2 separate regions of the Gossypium hirsutum genome follow, and region 1 is linked to region 2. Evidence: chromatin contacts called from public Hi-C data. All regions are on one chromosome and are shown on one strand. Each heading gives the region's core, a stretch centred on a gene start, on an enhancer-like site or on the middle of the called end of the contact. The rest is flanking DNA. Distances are from core to core; before and after follow the strand shown.

Evidence for each region. A called contact is a pair of places that touch in the nucleus more often than the background predicts.
Region 1: a contact with region 2 is called in a Hi-C map of leaf, with 3 times the contacts expected there. The contact joins the promoter of LOC107898405 here to the promoter of LOC107954697 in region 2. A contact is called at or near these places in 11 of 34 Hi-C or Micro-C datasets (hypocotyl, leaf, petal and 1 more).

Annotation. Positions count from the first base shown.
Region 1 is chrA11:41,814,727-41,820,795 of Gossypium_hirsutum_v2.1, forward strand. It overlaps LOC107898405 (inositol-3-phosphate synthase), which reads left to right and starts at 1,430. Exons shown (of 10, transcript XM_016823894.2): 1 at 1,430-1,694; 2 at 1,785-1,853; 3 at 1,948-2,083; 4 at 2,173-2,420; 5 at 2,524-2,750; 6 at 2,836-2,951; 7 at 3,131-3,307; 8 at 3,412-3,600; 9 at 3,667-3,729; 10 at 3,844-4,224. The coding sequence starts at 1,507. The coding sequence ends at 3,963.
Region 2 is chrA11:41,511,234-41,517,478 of Gossypium_hirsutum_v2.1, forward strand. It overlaps LOC107954697 (bifunctional aspartate aminotransferase and glutamate/aspartate-prephenate aminotransferase), which reads right to left and starts at 2,558. Exons shown (of 10, transcript XM_016890332.2): 1 at 1,994-2,558; 2 at 1,068-1,302; 3 at 832-925; 4 at 588-691. The coding sequence starts at 2,127.

The sequences.
Region 1 (6,069 bases), core at 180-2,679, 300 kb after region 2:
ATATCCCTAAACTATAACTCTCATTCTAAATTGGTCCCTAAGTTTTTGAAAACATTATAATTGCATACTCAAACTATTAATACTATATCAATTAAGTTCTTCAATTATTAAAACTAATAATTTAACTGTTAAATGGCATGTCAAAATTTGTATGGTATGATTTAAAATAAAATTTTTAAAGAAAAGTAAACTGTTACCAAATAAATTTTAAAAGTAAAACTAAAAATAAAATAGAACTGAAAAAGAGAGAGTCAGCAATAAAAGTTATTGTAAAAGGTTTGAAAACCTCAAAACTAATATTTTTACAATTTCATTTTTACAACATTCATTTTTCTTTAAAAGTTTCATTTTAAACTATGTCACATAAGATTTAACATATCATTTAACAATTAAATTAATAATTTTAGTAATGAAAGAAGCTTATTAATATATATTAATAATTTAGGGATATAACTAGAATTAAAATGAAGATTATAGTTTAAGGATATATGATACAATTAGCTAAAAAATTTTACATTGAATTTTCAAGTTCTTACAGTACTTGAAAATCCCTCTGTCATGACTTTCTTCTTTTTTAAGAGCCCCAGATTGAATTTAACAAACCTAACACTAAACTCACTAGATTTTACAATTTAAGTTTTCATAAATTTTACAATTTCAAATTTCATCCGAGGTAATTGCACTGCAAAATGCATTTATATTATACCTGTTCAAAAGTCAGGTATTTTATTCAACTCGATAATTGAACCGAGCTTGAATAAAAATTTTAGTATTACGACTCAATTCATTTCGAGTTTAATTTAAATAATAAAAAATATTTAAAAAGTTTAAAATTAATTAATTTTATGTCAATTAAGAATATAATTTTAATATTTTATTATTTTTAAATATTAAAATGGATGTTTTGAGCGGACAAACCAACCCAAACATAAATTCAAATCAAGAACATCTTCAAACTAAACCTCCACCCAGTCCAACCCATAGATACCTTATGCACCCCACTACATCGGTGCAGTTACAGTTAGGGACAATTGCCCGCTTAGTACACCGGTGCAGTTACAGTTAGTGACAATTGCCCGCTTAGTACTTCATTGGATGTCACGGTGTCACCCGACCGGTGCGATGAGTAGAGTCATGCATTTTCCGTCGACTACATTCAAAGGGCATGGACGCCACAGCTACCGAAAACCCTTTTCCTGCACTTGATCACGCCACGTGTTAATCACAACCAAACGTGTCACAAACGAAACCTCCTCCTCACACGTGCCTTTCCGTGCCTGTGGCTCCATTCAATGGTCCAGTTACGAAACTTGCATGGCGTAGATTCTCCTAAAACCAAACCACCAATTGTAAAATTTTACGTGCGGGCATCAAGCATTCACGCTGCTCCACGTGTAGATATCTCCTCTATATATACACTTGCCCGGTCCCTAACATTGGAGCACCAAAGCTTTAAAACAAACCCAAAAAACAAAGCAGTGTTTCAAGAACAGAATATCGGCAAAAATGTTCATTGAGAGCTTTAAGGTTGAGAGTCCAAATGTCAAGTACACAGACAATGCAATCCAGTCGGTGTACAACTATGAGACTACTGAGCTTGTTCATGAGAACAGGGATGGAACCTATCAATGGGTTGTCAAGCCCAAGACTGTTAAATATGAATTCAGAACTGATATCCATGTCCCTAAACTGGGGTTAGAATCTAAAACTACTCCTCATTTCTTCTGGGTTTCCTTTTCTGGGTTTGTGTTAAAACTTTGCATTAAATTTATTTTATGTTCTAGGGTAATGCTTGTTGGATGGGGAGGAAACAATGGCTCAACCCTGACTGGTGGTGTTATAGCTAACCGATGGTGAGTTTTATTTTATTTTATTTATTTATATTTATATTTTTTCTGTTTAGTTTTGATTGTTGATTTTGAGGATATGGGTAATGGATATTCTCAGGGGAGTGTCCTGGGCCACTAAGGACAAGGTGCAACAAGCTAATTACTTTGGTTCACTTACTCAAGCATCAACTATCCGAGTTGGGTCTTACAATGGCGAGGAGATTTATGCTCCCTTTAAGAGCCTTCTTCCTATGGTATTAAACTGAAATTTTCATTTTTATGATAGTTTCTTAACTTGTTATTCGTCGGAATGCTAAAGACAAGTAACAATATATAAAAACAGGTGAACCCAGAGGATATTGTATTTGGAGGATGGGACATAAGTGACATGAACCTTGCTGATGCAATGGCTAGAGCCAAGGTCTTTGACATTGATCTTCAAAAACAGCTAAGGCCCTACATGGAATCCATGGTCCCACTCCCTGGAATCTACGACCCAGATTTCATTGCTGCCAACCAAGGTGAACGTGCCAATAACGTCATCAAGGGTACCAAGAAAGAACAAGTTCAGCAAATCATTAAAGATATTAGGTATTATAATTAGTTCTAACCTCCGGAGAATTTTGTTAAAGCTGAAAAGAGTTTATTTTGGCACTACGACTGTGGCTGACCTTTTTATTTGTGTTTGGATTAGGGAGTTCAAGGAGAAAAACAAGGTGGACAAGGTGGTTGTACTTTGGACTGCAAACACTGAGAGGTACAGCAATGTCGTTGTGGGGCTAAACGACACCATGGAGAACCTTTTGGCTTCTTTTGAGAAGAATGAGTCAGAGATTTCTCCTTCCACTTTATACGCTATCGCTTGTGTTTTTGAGGATGTTCCCTTCATCAATGGAAGCCCACAAAACACATTTGTTCCAGGTTCTAATTCAACTGAGCTATCTTCTCTTTTAATTCTTTGAAATGTTATGGAATTGGTCTTTTAATGATCTGTAATCATATCCAGGGTTAATTGATTTGGCTATCCAGAGGAACTGTCTGATTGGAGGAGACGATTTTAAGAGTGGCCAGACCAAAATGAAATCCGTTCTAGTGGATTTCCTTGTTGGGGCTGGTATCAAGGTACAAATCTTTCAACTTCAAGACACTATCTATCACAATAATTTGTAGACTAGGCAAAGGATACCAACAAAATTAGGAGTCCATGCATGTGGTTTGGAAGTAGCTTAAGTCAGGATAAAGATAATAATGTGACATTGATGGGTAGTAATTGTGTACTTATGGTGATGAAAAATTAACAGCCAACATCAATAGTGAGCTACAACCATCTGGGAAATAATGACGGCATGAATCTATCAGCTCCCCAAACTTTCCGCTCCAAGGAGATCTCCAAGAGCAATGTTGTGGATGACATGGTCTCAAGCAATGGAATCCTTTATCAACCCGGTGAACATCCTGATCATGTCGTGGTCATCAAGGTAATAAGTTTACCCATCTCAGCCACTTCATGCACTTGCAATTTGCAAACTCAAACCTTCAAAATTAATTACTGTGCACTTCTGTCTCTTTCTGTGTGTTGTAGTATGTGCCATATGTGGGAGATAGCAAGAGAGCCATGGATGAGTACACATCAGAGATATTCATGGGAGGCAAGAACACCATTGTGTTGCATAACACATGCGAGGACTCCCTGTTGGCTGCTCCCATCATCCTAGATTTGGTTCTCCTTGCTGAGCTTAGCACCAGGATCCAGCTCAAGGCTGAAGGAGAGGTATGACTCGGTGGTTAACTCTTCTAGGTTTGACCATTAAAACTGACATGAAGTTTCATTGTGCAGGGCAAGTTCCACTCTTTCCACCCTGTGGCTACTATCCTCAGTTACCTCACCAAGGCCCCTCTCGTGAGTCCTTTGTTTTTTTATGTCATGCAAGAATGTGAACAGAATCTTGAGAATCGCGAGATTCACCCCTTCAGGTTAAATTTGGTCAGTAATGAGTCGTTTTGGTGAAAACAGGTTCCACCAGGCACACCCGTGGTGAATGCACTGTCAAAGCAACGTGCAATGCTGGAGAACATACTGAGGGCCTGTATTGGCTTGTCCCCTGAAAACAACATGATTCTGGAGTACAAGTGAAAATCGAGGAGAGAAAAAGTGGAACAAGCATTGCTCCTTGCAACTTTAGGACCATTTTCCCTTTCTCTTTCATAAAAGATGTGGTCCATGTTGCCACACTTTGTAATGGTTTTATGGTTGATATATTTTCATCTTTGTTTCTCTCTCTGTTTCTGGATGGCGCTCATGTAACGCCTCCTGTCGCTCAAGCTTGAGCAAGCAATCTCTTTTGTGGAAATAGATATGATAATGATAATATGAAAGTTTAATTAATATGTTCAATCAACCGTCTCTTATATTTTTGTGTTAGTCCTGCCCTGCAACTGCTCGGTTATATCTCTGATTGAAGTATTAGAAATTAACTCCATCTCCTTGGTTTTCTGGTGAAACTGAATAATCCTTTTTTACCATTTAGCCAGAGAGATCTAAAAGATTAAAATATGAATAAATCGCATTGCACCCTTTCTCAATCAGGTCATCTTTCAAAGTACCAACATCGTGATTCTGGAGTATTCATTACTCATCCACGTTCGACTTTGCTATCATTGATAGGGTCATTGTTAAACTTGGACAAATATTCAATTCAACCTTGTAGTTGTCACCAGCACGGCATTCTTCTTGTCTAAGACTGCAGTATAACACCATCTGAATACTCTTGATTATTCTATGTTAATGGTTATACTTCTAATTCTTTAAATTTAAATTTATGTTTTGATCATACTTAATAAAGCACTTGGGAGTAAAAAACGAATAAAAATCGAAAAATTGGAGCAAGCTATAGTAGCTACACGATCATGTGGTAGGCAGTGTTGATTTCACGGAATTGCATACCAAACAGCGGAAAATCACAATTTTTAGGTTTTTCGGTCATTCTAAAATGTATATATGAAAAAAAATAAGGAGATAGAAAGAACCGTCATAGAATATTCAAGAAAACAACTCGAAAAACACCATTGAAGCCGACTCTAAAGGAGATTTTTGTCAAGATTGAAGATCCTCAGTTAAATCCTTAGGAGATTATCATGAATTTATTTTTTTCGGTTATACTATATCTTGGATGTTTTTATTTTCAAGCATAAACAAATTTTCTAAATACCTAGGGAGAAGAACCTATGATATATTCTATTGTTTGATTTTTATTTTACGTAATAAATATTTAGTTTCTTGTTCTCAATTATATGTGTTTAATTCTTGGTTTAATAGTTCTAGATTATTAATCCATATTGGATATGCTTAAATCGGTGGAGTTACATGAAATCCCAGAAATAGGACAACATAAATCTATTGGATTAGAGTTAAATCTAATATAGGAATGCATAGCATGTGTTAATGCGATAATAGGAGTTTTAATTAAAAAAATTTCAATTAATGAACCTAGAGTCAATTGCTCTTATGCTCGAAAGAGATAATGGCATAATTTAGGGATTTCTACGGATTAAGATACTAAGTAAAGAAATTGCGTAATTTAGATTGATAGTGATAGATGAAATCTAGGTGAATTCTTTCTTGGGTATTGTTTCGCTTCTTGGTTATTAATCGATTGTTTTCGTTTTTTGTTCTTTGTCGTGTTCGTTAGTTAATTAATTTAGTTAATTTTAGGTTTTAATCAATCACTCGAATTATTCAGTTAAATAATAGAAAAATAGTAATTGCTAGTACTTCTAGTCTTTGTGAGAATGATATGCTTGCTCATCGTAGCTATACTATTAATTGATAGGTGCACTTGACTTAGTAAAAATTTTAGTTAGTTTCACGATGCATCATGTTTTTGGCGTCGTTGCCGGGGACTTGAATATTAGGAAAACTTTATTTATACTAATTTAGCCATTTTTTTATTTTAATATTTTGTTATTTTAAATTTAATTTTTACATTTTAATTTTTCTTTTGTTTGATTCTTACAGGTTCTTTTGGTTTATAACTAGAGGCAACCGGTTGGAACTGTTAATTTTTTATAGTGAGATCGAAAAAACTGTTTGCAGAAATCGGAAGGAGGTTTGAGAAGCAAGGCTAGGTCAACAAATTTTATTAGACGAAAGGACATTATTGTGGAGATGGATAATAATCATATTAATTCAAAACTTCCTGTACGTCTTGATCTTTAGATTATGTATGACTATAGTAAGCCC
Region 2 (6,245 bases), core at 1,308-3,807:
CTTTGGTATTCTTTGATGAGAATATAGTTTTCAAACACACTTCAATATGCAATCTGAAACTATGGTATTTGAATGTAACCCCTTCAATATGCAATCTGAAACTATAGTATTTGAATGTAACCCCTTCGTACATATTGAAAGTACTAGTACAATTTACCTAACAAATGAAATTCAAATGTGCAATCCCTGTTCATGTTCCCAAACATAACTAATATCAGTTGTCTTACTCAAAATGCTCAACTAATAGGACAAAAGTCATACACAGCATTCATGTCCACATTTAATTTTTGTTCAGAACAATGAATCAATGGAAAGGATTCCAGCTTCCAAAGAATATGCACTCAATACAAAGGTAAATATGCCATCACTAGAAAGTCCCCAGCTCTATGAACTGTGATTTGATCAAAGATGTAAGAGAAAGAAAGCAAAATAAGTAAATATGGCTCAGAATTGAGTGAAAATGTGAAAAAAGGAAACACATCTACAGTAGTAATTTCACAACTAAGTCAAAAGAGGGTGAGGAGGATTTCTTAAAGCATATTCCAAAATGTTTTATGGTAAAGGTTGTCAAATAAAAAAACCAGTACCTCATCCCCAGGAGAACAAACTGCAAGAACTGCTTGAAGGATACTCTGTTTAGCACCATTACTGACCACAATTTGATCATAAGAATAAGAGATTCCATTCTCCTCTAAAATAAATTAAAAGGAAATAAGTAAAAAGTACTAGAAAGTATCAAAAAATGAGAAACGATGCCTCATCCAAAGGTAAACGCACATCAAATTTACACTTGTTACATCAAAAAATCACTTGCAAAACATATATAGTTACCTTTTAGCTTATGACAAATTGCCGTACGAAGTTCCAAAGTACCTGCATTGGGAGTGTACCTTGTGTAACCTTCACGAATAGCATTTATCCCAGCCTTACTTTCAGAAACAAAAAAAAAAATGAAGTACAATAAATTAAAACACTAATTAGTGGAAGAAGAAAATCTAAACTAAAAGATGTCAAAACTTAAAACAGAGAAAACAAGGATCCAAGATGGACTAGAAACATTATTGCACCTCAGCTATGATGGCTGGTGTATCAAAATCAGGCTCTCCAGCAGCCAATCGAATAACAGGGACACCAGCTTGTGCAAGAGCAGTTGCATGATCAGTTATAGCCACTGTCTTTGAAGGCTTCACAGAGTTAACTCTAGGGCTCAAAGAGATATCAAGTTTCACTTGGTCGCTGCTACTCTCTGTCTTTGACATTGCAGTTATTCTATATGACTGTTGTTTAGAAGTCTCAACAGATCTGCCAAGAAGTATATACAACCAGACAATGAAATTCTCTAATATATCCAGTGCTCCCTTCTCCCTTTGGGAAATAATTAAGACTTTTGAGACAACTTTTCTTTAATTCTCACACAAACAAAAAAATGCCAGCACAAAATGCTTTCCTTGTTTAATCTTCAAGTTTATAGATAGTGCCACAAAGGGAAGTTTCTTAAATTAAAATGGTTCTGCAACTTCAATGAATCAGCTTAAGGAATGGAATAAACTAAGAATAAAGATGTTTCTCTTTACACTTCCATTAAAAAAAAAAAAGACAATACTCATGAAACCACTTCCATAGCAATCTCGTAGAAAATATTTAATAACATATGTTTCTTTATTTCAATATTCCATGTTCTCTTATACAGCGGATGATATCAAAACAGAATAAACGAAAATTGATTTGACCAACAAATTAGTGTCTCTGCAGATTGCTAAGGATAAACTAAAATCTGCAAAAGAAGCAAAGAAGCTAACATTGAGGCAGTGTCAAGTAAAATCTGCAAATGCATCAGTGATTCAACTGATGATCCAGAATCAAATTTCTGGATTTTCTTCAATGAACTGAATAGACAGATTATATGTTAAATGCAATCACAACCCAATATTGCTCCCCCTAGAATTTAAAAAAAAAAGCTAGAAACATTAAGATGCCGGAAAAAGGAACTTACTTTAAGGAAAGATTAGTAATAGAGGAATGGAAAGACACGGAAACGGAGGCCTTGGAAGCAGAATGTGATCCCAAAAATTTTGAGTCGAAGCCAACACCGGAAATTCCTGTTGAGTTATGAAGAGAAACTGCCATTTGTCCGAAGATTGAAGAGAAAACAAATTTTGGGCAAGAGGAGGAGGTTCCTCAGTGAAATAAATAAAAACAAACTCAAAATTAGTCCAGGAAAAATAAGGGGATGGGGGTTGGTGGGAGAACAAGTGGGCTTAATAGTTTATTATTTTATCTCCCTTAATGTTGGAAAGTGAGGTATGGTTGGTTTAAAGTAATAAGGTGGAATTTGAAGGCTTGAAATTTACATCAATCGATGGCGATGAAAGGAGAAAGGAGAGAGATGGGTAGGTGGAAGGATGCTAGTGGGAGCAAACAGTGGAAGTGAAGTCGGGAATTGACCCAATTCCGGGTATGCTGGTTGGCCAACAACTCCATCTCTCCTCGCTTATCACCTTGTACCTTACCTACCCCCTTTCAAACGATTTAAACTGAAATTAATTAATAATAAATTGAGAAACTTGTTTGGGTATAAAACGAAATCTGAACCACGCAAACTATATATACAGTCAATTATAAAAAAAAATTCATTTTAGGGCACCTAAAATAAAAAATTTACAATTTAAATATTAATGTTATATTTTTTAAATATTTTAGTCACTTATTTTAACGAAAAGTTAATATGGCAGTTAAAAAATTAGTATAATAACAAATATAACTTTTAATTTTTTTATATATTGGTAATTTAGTCATAACTTAAAAAAAATAACCTTTAAAATTTATAAATATTCTCATTTTGATTCTAATTCTAAAAACTTCAAAGAAACATATAAAAATACATAAATATTTTTAAAAATATATAATACTAAATTTAAATTTTATATTAATATTAAATATAATAAAAATCATTCCACCTCTTCTTCCTATCATGCAACGTAGATGCTTAAATTACAATTTTTTTTACTTAAGTGATTAAAAAAGTTATAATTAGATAACTATTTGTATAATTTATTCAAATACTAAATACATTATATTTGTTTATTATTATATTATTATCAATCATAAAATAATGTCCAATTAACTTGTAATAACATCTAATATATATACATATATAGACTATAGTAAGATTATGTTGCATTTTTAGAAAATTTAAATTTTAAAGTAATTATTTGCTTGGCAAGTGACACAAAACCAATTTTTAATTACTATTAATCATAGCTTAAAAAAAAACGTTTCCAATATATTTTCTTAAAATTTCCATTAATACTGGTAGTCATCAGAAATTATAATTTTAGTACAATCAACTTTTCTAAGTGGTATCTTTTTCAGGAAACCCTTATAAGATATATATTACTTTTTCTCCCACACATTAATTAACTTTATTGAAAAATTTCACCCCAATTTCATACACGCAATCAATTGATTGCTTCTTCCCTTACTCTATTAAAATTCTACACATCTCACGATCCATTTTATAATTGATATTCTTCAGCTTTGTTGTCCACCACACTTTTATTGTATAAAGTTAATGAAAACTCTTTCATTTTATCCTTTACATATCTGTATTTCCATCACACTAGTTATATCTCATTTTTTCCTTAATTTGTATTTTATTCCAGTATTTATCTTTTTATTTCTTGTTGCGTTTAATTTATATTCAGTAGCGGAACGTAATGGAGATCTAGGAGGTCATGACCTTCTAAAATGATAATGTTTTATTTAGATACTTTATAATTTATAAAATTTTAAATTAGTAATAGTAAAATTTTATTTTATTAACTAAAATAATAAAAATTTAATTTAATCTTTTAAAAATTATAAAATTATAAATTATTAAAATAATAAAATTACATTTCTATTATCATAAAAATATACAATTTAATTCCGACCCAAAACAAATTTCAAGCTCCGCCACTGTCTATATTTATTTCTGTTAGTCTTTCAAGGTATTCAGCTATTCTCTAATCCTTCTACTTTTAAATTTTTATAATTTCCTTATTTATTTTATTTCATATCATATGTTTCTGAATAAGTTAATCTGATTTTCATCTGCCATTGCATTAAACTTTTTTAAATTATAAACACATTTACATATCAAATGGACATTCACATTTTCATTATTTTTAATATTTACTTTCCAAGGGTATGTTTATATTCAAATATAAATTTAACTATACTTACAAATATATCTCAATAATAAATTAATTAATTCCTTTTTTTTAATCAATTTAGGAGTATTCGTTGTTTCCTATACGTCTAATGCAATGGTTTTTGTACATTTGCACTTATTTTGTACTGAATGATTAACATTATTTATATATATGTTCCCAATTCCAAAGGAAGGTATTTTTATTGTCTTGCTATTTATTAAAAAGTAAATTAAGTGTTCTCTTTTGAATAGTAATATTTAAAACTCTCTTTTTTTATAAAATTACTTTTTTTTTGTATTTTAAAAACAGTAATAAATATTATAATTTATTTATGCATGTATCTATTTATTTTGTTTTTTACTTTAATAAATTTAAAAAATATATGAGGGTGGTTTTTTATTGGGTTAGTATTTGATACATTGATAGTGTGCTTTTTCTATTCTATTTTCAAATAGGTTTTTCTCTATGTAATAACCCATTTTTCAGTGGTATTAGAAATGATAGTTTCGAAATCTCGTTTTCCAATTATCGAGTCAGTAAATATTATTACTTAATATTTATGAGTCTATTATAGTAATACATTGAGTTTTGCTCTGATAATTTTATTGAATAATTAGTAAGGTAGAATGACTAGATTGTAAAAGTGGTAAAAGTCAATCGCTATAGACTTTTATTAGCTTAAGAGCTTATTTAGTAATTAAATTAAGGTCTAAATATCAATTAGATCATTTTTGGATTGTGAGTGGACAGTTGGTAGCTTATTAAACTTATAAAATTATGTTATAATTTAATAATTAAAGTAATAAAATATAACAAAACATGCAAAGGAGAAACACTTTCTTATCTTCTCCGTTGACTAAAACACCATTTTTGCAAGGGGGAGAATCAATCTTAGGGTTTTAAACTTCAAGTCCTTGATTGATAATCTTGATTTAGTTATTTTCTTGTAAATTTTATATTTATGAAATCCCGAGAGCTTGATTTAGCTAGCCTGAGAACTATTTTACGAAGCTATTAAAGGTTCGAAAAGTTATCATTGATGTATTCTTAAAGCTTTTGTGGCATATTGATTAGATGTTTAGGGAAATGTTGTATGGTGTACTTTGGCATGGTATTGACATGTTTTAGACAGGTTCTTAATGGCAAAAAATGCATTTTTGAGGTCACTTTTAAGAGTTGGTTTTGAAACAAGCATCAAATAGATTATTTTTGTACCACACAGGCTAACACGCAGCTGTGTGTCACACACGGGCAAGTGACACAATCGTGTGCTCATTGGATGTGACAGCCCAAAATTGACCCTAGTCGGGAAGTGGTTTCGGGACCACAAAACCGAGTCTTATAAATAATTAAAGATTATATTCTGTGTTTATGATGTGCGTAAATGCTTGTGTGATAGTTCCATACTTTAATTTGGTCTGTGGAATTTATTAGTAGGGACTTATGTGAGACAATTTAGAAATATGCTAGGCAAGTGTTCAAGTGGCCCATTAATATATGTGGGAAAGTGTTTGTCCTTGCATGTCAAATTAGCCAAATTAAAGCATAGTGGCTGGCCATGCTATGGGTGGAAACATGTCACCAACATGTTATGCTAGTGATGTATGCTAAGAAAAATAAAATAAAGAGCATGGTAATTAAACAATGAAAAGGAAGGGTGATGAAAAAAAAATGGTCTCATCCATACCCCCCCTTGTTGCCGTGAGTTGAGGAAAGAAAACAAAAAAAAAATGTGTTCATTCTTGAACACCTTTGGCCGAATAGAGGAAAGAAAGGAAGGGGAAGAGCTTGAGAAAATCGGCTATGGTGGTTTGCTAGACTAAGGTATGTTTGATGTTGTTCTTGAGATGCATGCATGTTTTAGTAGTTGACTTGAGTTCTAAAAACCCATGGTTCAATTTTGTGGATTGATGATGATTTTGTGTTTTGCCATTGATGAGTGCTTGAGCTTTTTGATAGTTGTTGATGAAAAGTGAAAGATATGTTAAAGATTAATATGTTAAATTAAGGCTTGGTAAGCTAGCTATTAAGGTGAAATGCTAATGTTAGTAT